Regions from separate parts of the Zea mays genome. Here region 1 is linked to region 2. Evidence: chromatin contacts called from public Hi-C data. All regions are on one chromosome and are shown on one strand. The core of a region is the stretch at or near the end of the contact, and the rest is flanking DNA. Distances in the headings are between cores, read along the strand shown. Region 1 has its middle 97 kb from the start of LOC100382412. Region 2 holds the start of LOC100275868.

Region 1 (4,008 bases), core at 1,074-3,573, 200 kb after region 2:
TTGGTTTTAGTTTTGAGCGCAAACCACCATCAGCAAAAGAATTTACAACCTGCATGGAGTAGGATGAATAACATCGTTACAGATTATTTATGCCATAATAACAATAAATCAAAGGGACATGACAATGAAGATCAGGTAAAGAACCTTGGATAGACTAATACCTCTTTTCCTTCTCTTGATGTGCTCTCCTTTGGGATTAATATCAGTGGCCAGTCGATATTGTGGTCACCTGAGAGCTCCTGTGGGGACTAGTGCTTAGATCAAAGATTTTTAGACATAAGGAACGAACTGTCTAGATGGTTTAAAACAAGTATTCCAATGACATAGTCTATATTTGCGGTTTGGTTGAAAATTATCCAAGTTTTGTTAATTTGTTGTTTCCTTCAATGCTTGTGAGCAACTGAGCGCTGCTAATAGTTTGTGATATTGGTCTGTATGCAGGGAAGCATTGCAGGGCTGAATATCCCTAGGTCACAAATTTTATCTTATGGATTCTTGCAGAGTTTCCTGTTGTTGCATGTGACATTCCTGAAGGTATAGAAAATACATTTCAGTTGCTTTTTTGCATGTTTTTTATTTTTCAAATCAGCACAACTACATGGGTTTTACAATCCAACCATTTGGTAGTACTGCAGATGGCGTGAAACTACTTCTTTACTAGATATAAATTGGAAATTACAGTTTGCTATGGTGAATTGTCTATCAAACTGGCGGATCACAAAACCGAGTCTTTTAGCTTTATGTTGAATTTTCCAGTAATTTCTTATCAGCTAAGGTGGTGGTTTACTCTTTATAGTAATTGGAACTGCTTTTGCTCTGAGCATACTGTTCAGGATCCCAGTATAGTGTGGTGATCTAATAAGACTCAACACTCTACACTCTATTTTTGCTGTTACTACAATAATATGGGGTAAGACTGTTTCGGCTTACATGTCCAAGTATTTCTCATTGCGGATCGAAATTCTATTAAAAGCAGCTTTATTAACAGATAATATAGACAAGATCATCAATACGACGCCATTGTATACCAGCCCGACTTTTTAGTGCCGATCATACTTGTTTGCAACAATTATGATGCCAGTAAATTTGGTTTTTTTTGGGAAGAAACACAAATCGAACAAATGTTTGTGCAATTAGATAAAAAGTTCGCCTTGACCAAAATTTATAATGTAGACCATATTCATTGTGCTATCCAAATTATTATTAACAAAATCAAATATCTACACTTCAAAAAGATGTCATGCGGCAGCAAAGGCTTGCATTGGTGGCTTCAACCAACTCAGCTATAGGGGACTCTTCCACAATTATATGTATTTTACTCTACTACTTGTGACTAAGGCTTGTTCCTCTCTTCGCGTACTGCATAGTTTTTTAGAGGATTATGTCATAGCATTTATGAGCTTGCTAAGATAAAGATGGGTGTTGTAGTATATTTTTCATCTGATAAACAGGTGTGCTTGCTCTTGCTGTGTGCGGTTCTATCAACTCTGCTCCTGGTACTTGGCCCCCTGGGATGTAGGCTCGTTGTGTCGAGGCTAGATACCAGCATACCTAAGAAAGAGTTGGTGTCCCGGCCCCCAGGAGGTAGCCTCGACTCTAGGACCTGGACCTGCACACAGCTTCGGCTAGGAAGTGTTAGTAGCACACCCATTAGGACCCATCGTCTAGTGTTGCTTCAAACAAAGAGGCGCCGGCCAGTGTTGACGTACGATCACTTTAGGTAAAGAACGATACTCTAGGACATGTACAACCTTAACCTTATTTAATGTAGTTCCTTCATACGTCTATAAAAAGCTAATTGAAAAAAATACAATAAACGGGTTCTTCGTAAAACGTTTGTCTCTTCACAATTTTACATACATATTGTCTTTTAACTGTATTGATAATCTAGTGTCTAAAGATTGTACTATACAATCTTTTAGTCGTCTCTTATATTTGGAAAACCAAACTTACATGCCCTTACTTCGAGATGTTGTGGGTAGAAGAAGATCGCTAGTGGATTTCTTGATTAGCGTACAAGGTTTGGCTATTAATTATGCAGTGTACTCTCTACAACTTACGTGGCTCAAGGAGGGCCTGAAGAAATCATCTACCGGCCGTAACCACAGAACCAAAAGCCTTAATCAACGCGGTGGCTTTATATACCCACTTTATTTGGCCCGGCGACGTGACCTCGTCCTCACCTCAGCGTCCATTTCTCTGTCTGTCAGGCGTCACGGTTGCTGTTAACCCATGTTCCTGGACACGTATGTTTGCATATGCATTAGATGGACCACATCAAATCAAATCAAATTAATTAAACTAAAGCGGTGATGTAGTCCTCTGCCTGTGTGCACCGCACACGCGGCTGGCTAGCTGGGGGCAGCATACTGGCGTAGACAGATCGACACTACAGTAGCTAGCGAACGTTGCTGTTGTTGGAATTGATTGACTAGTGTGTGGCGCTCGTTAGCTCGGAGAGATTCTCTCGCGCTGTGCAAGAACGTGTGTGTGTGTTAGCTTACTGTCTACGTTCTGTCAATTCTTAGACAGATCGATCGCCTCGCGCAGATACTCGTCCAGCCGCTCCGATTCCGGTTTGACAGCGAGCGTAGTTCGCTCAGGAATCACGATGAATTCTCCAGGACATGTCACTACAGTACACACAGGAATCACGATGAATTCTCGAGGACAGCGTCTTTACTCACATTAATATAAGATGAAATCAACAAAATGTCTTCAACTTCATTGAATTTTTTTTGAACGACCCTTGGGTTTTGGCTGTGAATTCAAGTCCTTCATTGGCGATAACTCCATAACCTCATTTTGAGTTTCATAATTTTTATGAAACACTAAAACATCTTTAGTGCCACGGTTCGGTTTAGTAGGTTAGTTAAGTAACCAGGTGACATTGTGCTGCATAAAAAATAGATCAAGTAAAAAGAACTGGACAATTGAACATGATGCGGGTGGATTTGAAAAATCAGTTTATCACACACATCCAGTTTAGAAACAGGAAAACATGAAAAGAAAAAAACATGCATGTAAAATCATCATAAAATTCTTGTGTGTTGCACATGGTTTCCAAAAGGTTTTACCCTCTAGTGTTTACAAAAGCTCCGGAATGACAAGATCAATATTATAGTCATTTCTAGTATTAGCTGTACAGCCAAACTCAATAATTCAGAACATATGAATTCATAAACAATAACACATGAATCCTTCACACTTGAGTTTAGAAACAGGAACCCATGAATTCAGCACACTCACTAAAACAGATCTGTAACCTTCCTGTCAATCAAAAATAAATTGAGAACATATGAATTCATAAACAAGAACACATGAATTAAGTACATCGACCAAAACTGTTCTGCAACTTTGGTCCATTCATTCAACAATGAATTGAGAAGATAATATACATGTAAGATTCCATGATAGGCGACGACGCTTGCGAAGAAGGCTGAGATGTAGAGCGTTGTTCACTTGCGACGGTCGATGCACGACGAAGATACGGCGCTGCAACATCATGTGATGTCGAACGTGCGGCTGTTGTCACACCTCCCATTGCATCTAGCGCGATGGCAAATAAAACCGACGGCTTGCTATTGGACGTGAACTTGGGGGACAATGGCCTTCGTTCCATCAAGAACGAAGCAGATCCAGTGGAGGAGAGCTAGGAGACGAACCAGAGGTGGGGACGATGAAGAGCGGTGACGTTTTTCCACGACGCCTAGACACGAACGTGGCAACGACGTGATGGAAACAGCGCGGGCGCTGCCGATGGACCACGAGCATACAAGGCGTTGAAGAAGGCACTTCCATTGGCTTGTGCGGCAGATCGTGAGAGGTTGGGCGGGTGCGGCAGATCGTGGAGATGGCCGCGATGAAATAGACGGTGAAATTTCCCGATGGCACGAACATTATATTATACGACCCAAAGTTTTTGGGTCTCAAATATGCAACTCTTGAGGTTGGGCCCTAAAAGGTTTAGATAAAACTTATTGAAGTGAGGCTCCTGTTGGAGCTGTC
Region 2 (3,870 bases), core at 755-3,254:
ATCAGCAGAAACAGTAGCACATAGTAGTGCAAGGTACATAGATGCTCCCGGCCCCTAGCTAGAGCAGACGAGATCAATAAGGAAATACATTGAGAAAATTACAGAGCAGTAATACCAGATAATAAATAACAGAATGAACGGTGGAATGACAAGTACTCGAGAGTCGAGACGATGATGTTGTTCTGGAACCGCTCCAGGCCTTCTTGCCGGAAACGTCACCGGGAGCCGCCGCCGGTGCAGTGCGGCCATAGAAAAAAATCCAGTCATCTTTACTTCCAGTCTTGGATCGCCGACATGGTCGCCTCTCCACGCTCTACCTCCACACACACACAACACACAGGTACACTACACAGACGCTATGTACATCTAGACACCTCATGCATGGTCTGGTCGCATACCATGTCTCCTTTGATCCTTTTGTGTTTTACTGGCCATCCCTTCTACCTCCCCACTGGCATGCCATCATCTGAAACCCCACAACAAATCAACCTTTCCCTGCCTCCCCTCCCTCCAACAGCCATCCGGGAATATTCACACATGGAGGAAAATATGTACAAGGATCATCTTAGTACAAATCTAGAAAAATATTTTTTTTTTTTTGTTTTTCCCACGAACTACTTTCCTCTCCTGCTGCTGTGCAGTGACGCCTCTAATAAGCTTCCCTCACGCACTTACCATGGATAAGCACCGTTCAGAGGAGGCACGGCTGATGCTGGTAGTTTCAGGAGTTTCCCTCAGTTGATGAGGTCGGAGACCCAGCCGACGTCCGGAGCCGCTCCCTCTACGTTGGCGGAGGCGGCGGTGTCGTTGGGCACGGCGGTTTCTTTGCTGAGCCGTTCGAACACCTTCTCGCGGAGGGCTCTCCCGGACTCAACCCGCTCCATGACCGGCTCCTCATCCACGAGGAGCCCGAGGTTGAGGCGTTCCACGGTCATGATGGTGGCGCCGGAGGCGGTGGTCACCATCACCGGGCACGGCCGGGTTGGTGGTGTGGACGGGAGACTGTACAGACCGGCCGGTGACTTCGGGGACCCGAACGGGTAGCCGCCTGCCAAGAACGACCCGCCGGAAGGCGCCGACCTCGGCGAGCCGCCGCTGCCGCCACCGCCGAGGCGGAGCTGGCGCAGCGAGGCGAGGACCTCGTTGACGGGCGAGCCGCCGACACCCGGCCACGAGCCGCGGCGGAGCGCCGCGGCGGCGGCGTCCGGCGACATTGGCGGGGACTCCGACGGCGGCGACCTCGGGGGCGAGACCAGCGTGCTGGTCGGGGACGACGACATGACGCCGCTCTTGGTGAGGTAGCCGTAGCTCTCGAACGCCTGGCGGCGGAGCGGCGAGCCGTCGTACGACGGCTCGGCCAGCGGCGACGCCGCGGACGCGCCCCTCGGGCTGGACTGCTGCGCCTGCGGCACGCGGAGCTGGTCGGGCGTGTGCGCGAAGAAGCAGACGCGGCGGCGGCACCCGGTGCCGTCCTTGCAGGGCTGCGTCCGGTAGCGCGACGGGTGGAGCCAGCACTCGAACACCCCGTGCGCCAGCTCGCACGCGTCGCCGCGCTTGCACCCGCCCTTGCGGAAGTCCGGGCACGCCGCGCCGGAGTAGTGGTACCGCCTGGGGTCGCGCCGCCGGGCCTTCTCCCCCGGGTGCGCGTAGGGGCAGTCCGTCCAGTCGTGGCTCCGCCCGCGCGAGCACCGCCGCACCTTGAACTCGTACATCCGGAACTCGTCGCAGGCGTACGCGTCGACGGCGGCCGCCGCCGCCAGGGCCTCCTCGTCGTCCTCGTCGTACGCCATCACCTCGTTTGACGGCAGGTAATGCTTCAGCTCCGCCAGGAGGGCGTACGGCGACACCTCGTCCGCGTCCATGATGCCGCTGGCCGCCGGTGACTGCTGCCAAGGCGGCGCGTGCGCTCCCTCTCCCATCATCATCATGGCTGTTTCGTTTCTTGGAACGTCGCTCGGCTTCGGCGACGGTAGCTTTGCTCCTTTGTTGGCCTGTGAGAAGAGGGGATGAAGGGAGGCAGGTTTATAAACAGGCCATCTAACTAGTGTTATCCTCTAACCTTAGTCAACTTAACCACGGTTAACTGACGGGAGCGAGGTGTCTTGAGGGAGCGGCAAACTGACGCCGTCTCGCTTTGTTGGCCTTATCTTAGGGTAGGCAGTACTGCTACAGCGGAGAGCGTCCCTGACACGTGAGGCCCCTGTACGTGGGCCCACGTGCCGGTTCGTGGTGGCGACGGGGCGCCATGACACATGGAGCGTAGAGAGGGGCTGTGCGGCGTGGGGCATGCAATCGACGAGGTGGTCCGTGGGCGCAACAGGTACACGACACGTTGTGGCCTTATGTAGTGTAGGTGTACATAGGGATTAATCGGATCGAATAACATATATCATTAAAACTATATTTTTTCATATTTTTATTCGGTTTCAAATTTGAATACATCCCTTTGTATACGAATACGAATGTTCTCAAATACAAATATGGATAGCTGCGGCGTGTCAAATACGAAACTAGTTGGAGACGGATATCGTTGGTAACGAATTTTTTTGTCGGATACCGTAAGACATCATTCCACGTCATTTATCTACCCCTTTAGTCTAAATATTTTTTAGCATTATATGTGTACATATGCCACGTCTCCGTAAAATTTCATAAATTTTTAGGCTGTGTGTATTATTAATTTATTTTTGCATAAAATCATCGAAATGCAAATAAATTACAAAGACTAATAAACATTATATAAAAATATAACCTCAAGTCTCCACATGAAAAATGATAAAGTGAAGTATTGATTATGTTGAAAACTCTGATTTTCGGATTTCTCGCCTCTCCGAGAGAGTGTTTTTGATTCTCTGTTTTTCGAAGGATGTGGATTGTGCCCTCTATAATCTTTATTCATATGATTGTGATGCTTTGAAGACTAATTTTCACTTCCGGAACTCTAGTGAACCAAATTGGATTAGAGAACTGAAGGCCTTCAATTCTGAAGAAGCCTCTTCTTGAAATCTGGTCTCTAAGCATATAAATCAGCGTCTCTCTAATGCCGATGCAGTTCATAATTCATTTCTAACTGGGGAAAATGCCATTACTCTTATGAATCATTCTCGAAGACGACATTCTAAGGGCATATACAACCTAGATACTGCTGCACGGTACTCCAAGTATAAGACATAACTAAAACACAACATAATACAGTGGTCATGTCTAAAACATGTGTCTTACAATATTCATTGTACCAATCAGAGCATTCAATAAATTAAAGTGACCAATTAGCTAGTCTCTTGTCTCAAACATAGAGCCAAGATACTGTGTCTTCGTCAAGATACATGTCTTAAGTTTTTTTACATTCACCCACTCTAGACACACTCTAAGATACAACTTAAGATACCCATTGCACATGCCCTAATAACCAAAGTTTTCGGCTATCAGTGTTTTTAAGTTTAACTCTTCCAAAGCAACACTCGACTACGGTAATCTTGAAATCTTTAGTGTTTGCTAGGTTAACAGAAGATCTTAACCGTGTTGATCAATTGCGGACTCAGTGAAGAACACGTGGTCATCAGCGACAACTCAGGGCGTGGACTTTGGGTTTTCAAATTCCATGGAATGGATAGAATCTAGGCTTTCCAAGTAATTCAATCTTGGGCAAAAAGTTTGGTCATATTTCTAGTCCTAGCTCCTCGCTATCGTTACCTTCAAAGATGGTCTGGAGGTCCAAGTTGTCTATGGGTCTGTATACTGAAGGTATGTCTGCAACAAGCCTAAGCCTAGATCAAAATATTGCATGTTTCTTAGGCAACAAAATGGATCATTATGTGGCGGTTTGCAATCAAAAGCAGCCGAGGTTTGGTTTCCAACCGACTTTTCCAA

What was found. A called contact is a pair of places that touch in the nucleus more often than the background predicts.
Region 1: a contact with region 2 is called in a Hi-C map of leaf, with 4 times the contacts expected there. The contact joins the enhancer-like site here to the promoter of LOC100275868 in region 2. A contact is called at or near these places in 7 of 25 Hi-C or Micro-C datasets (bundle sheath, ear, leaf and 3 more).

The regions. Positions count from the first base shown.
Region 1 is chr8:112,261,233-112,265,240 of Zm-B73-REFERENCE-NAM-5.0, forward strand. No RefSeq gene overlaps it. Among protein-coding and RNA genes, the nearest start is that of LOC100382412, 97 kb to the right of the region's middle. Within about 2 kb of position 2,324, at least 10 of the 20 cell types and tissues checked have an H3K27ac peak or open chromatin away from gene starts, as enhancers often do. A contact at or near this core is called in bundle sheath, ear, leaf and 1 more, where this site is marked.
Region 2 is chr8:112,065,927-112,069,796 of Zm-B73-REFERENCE-NAM-5.0, forward strand. It overlaps LOC100275868, which reads right to left and starts at 2,005. Exons shown (of 1, transcript XM_020542615.2): 1 at 1-2,005. The coding sequence starts at 1,928. The coding sequence ends at 735.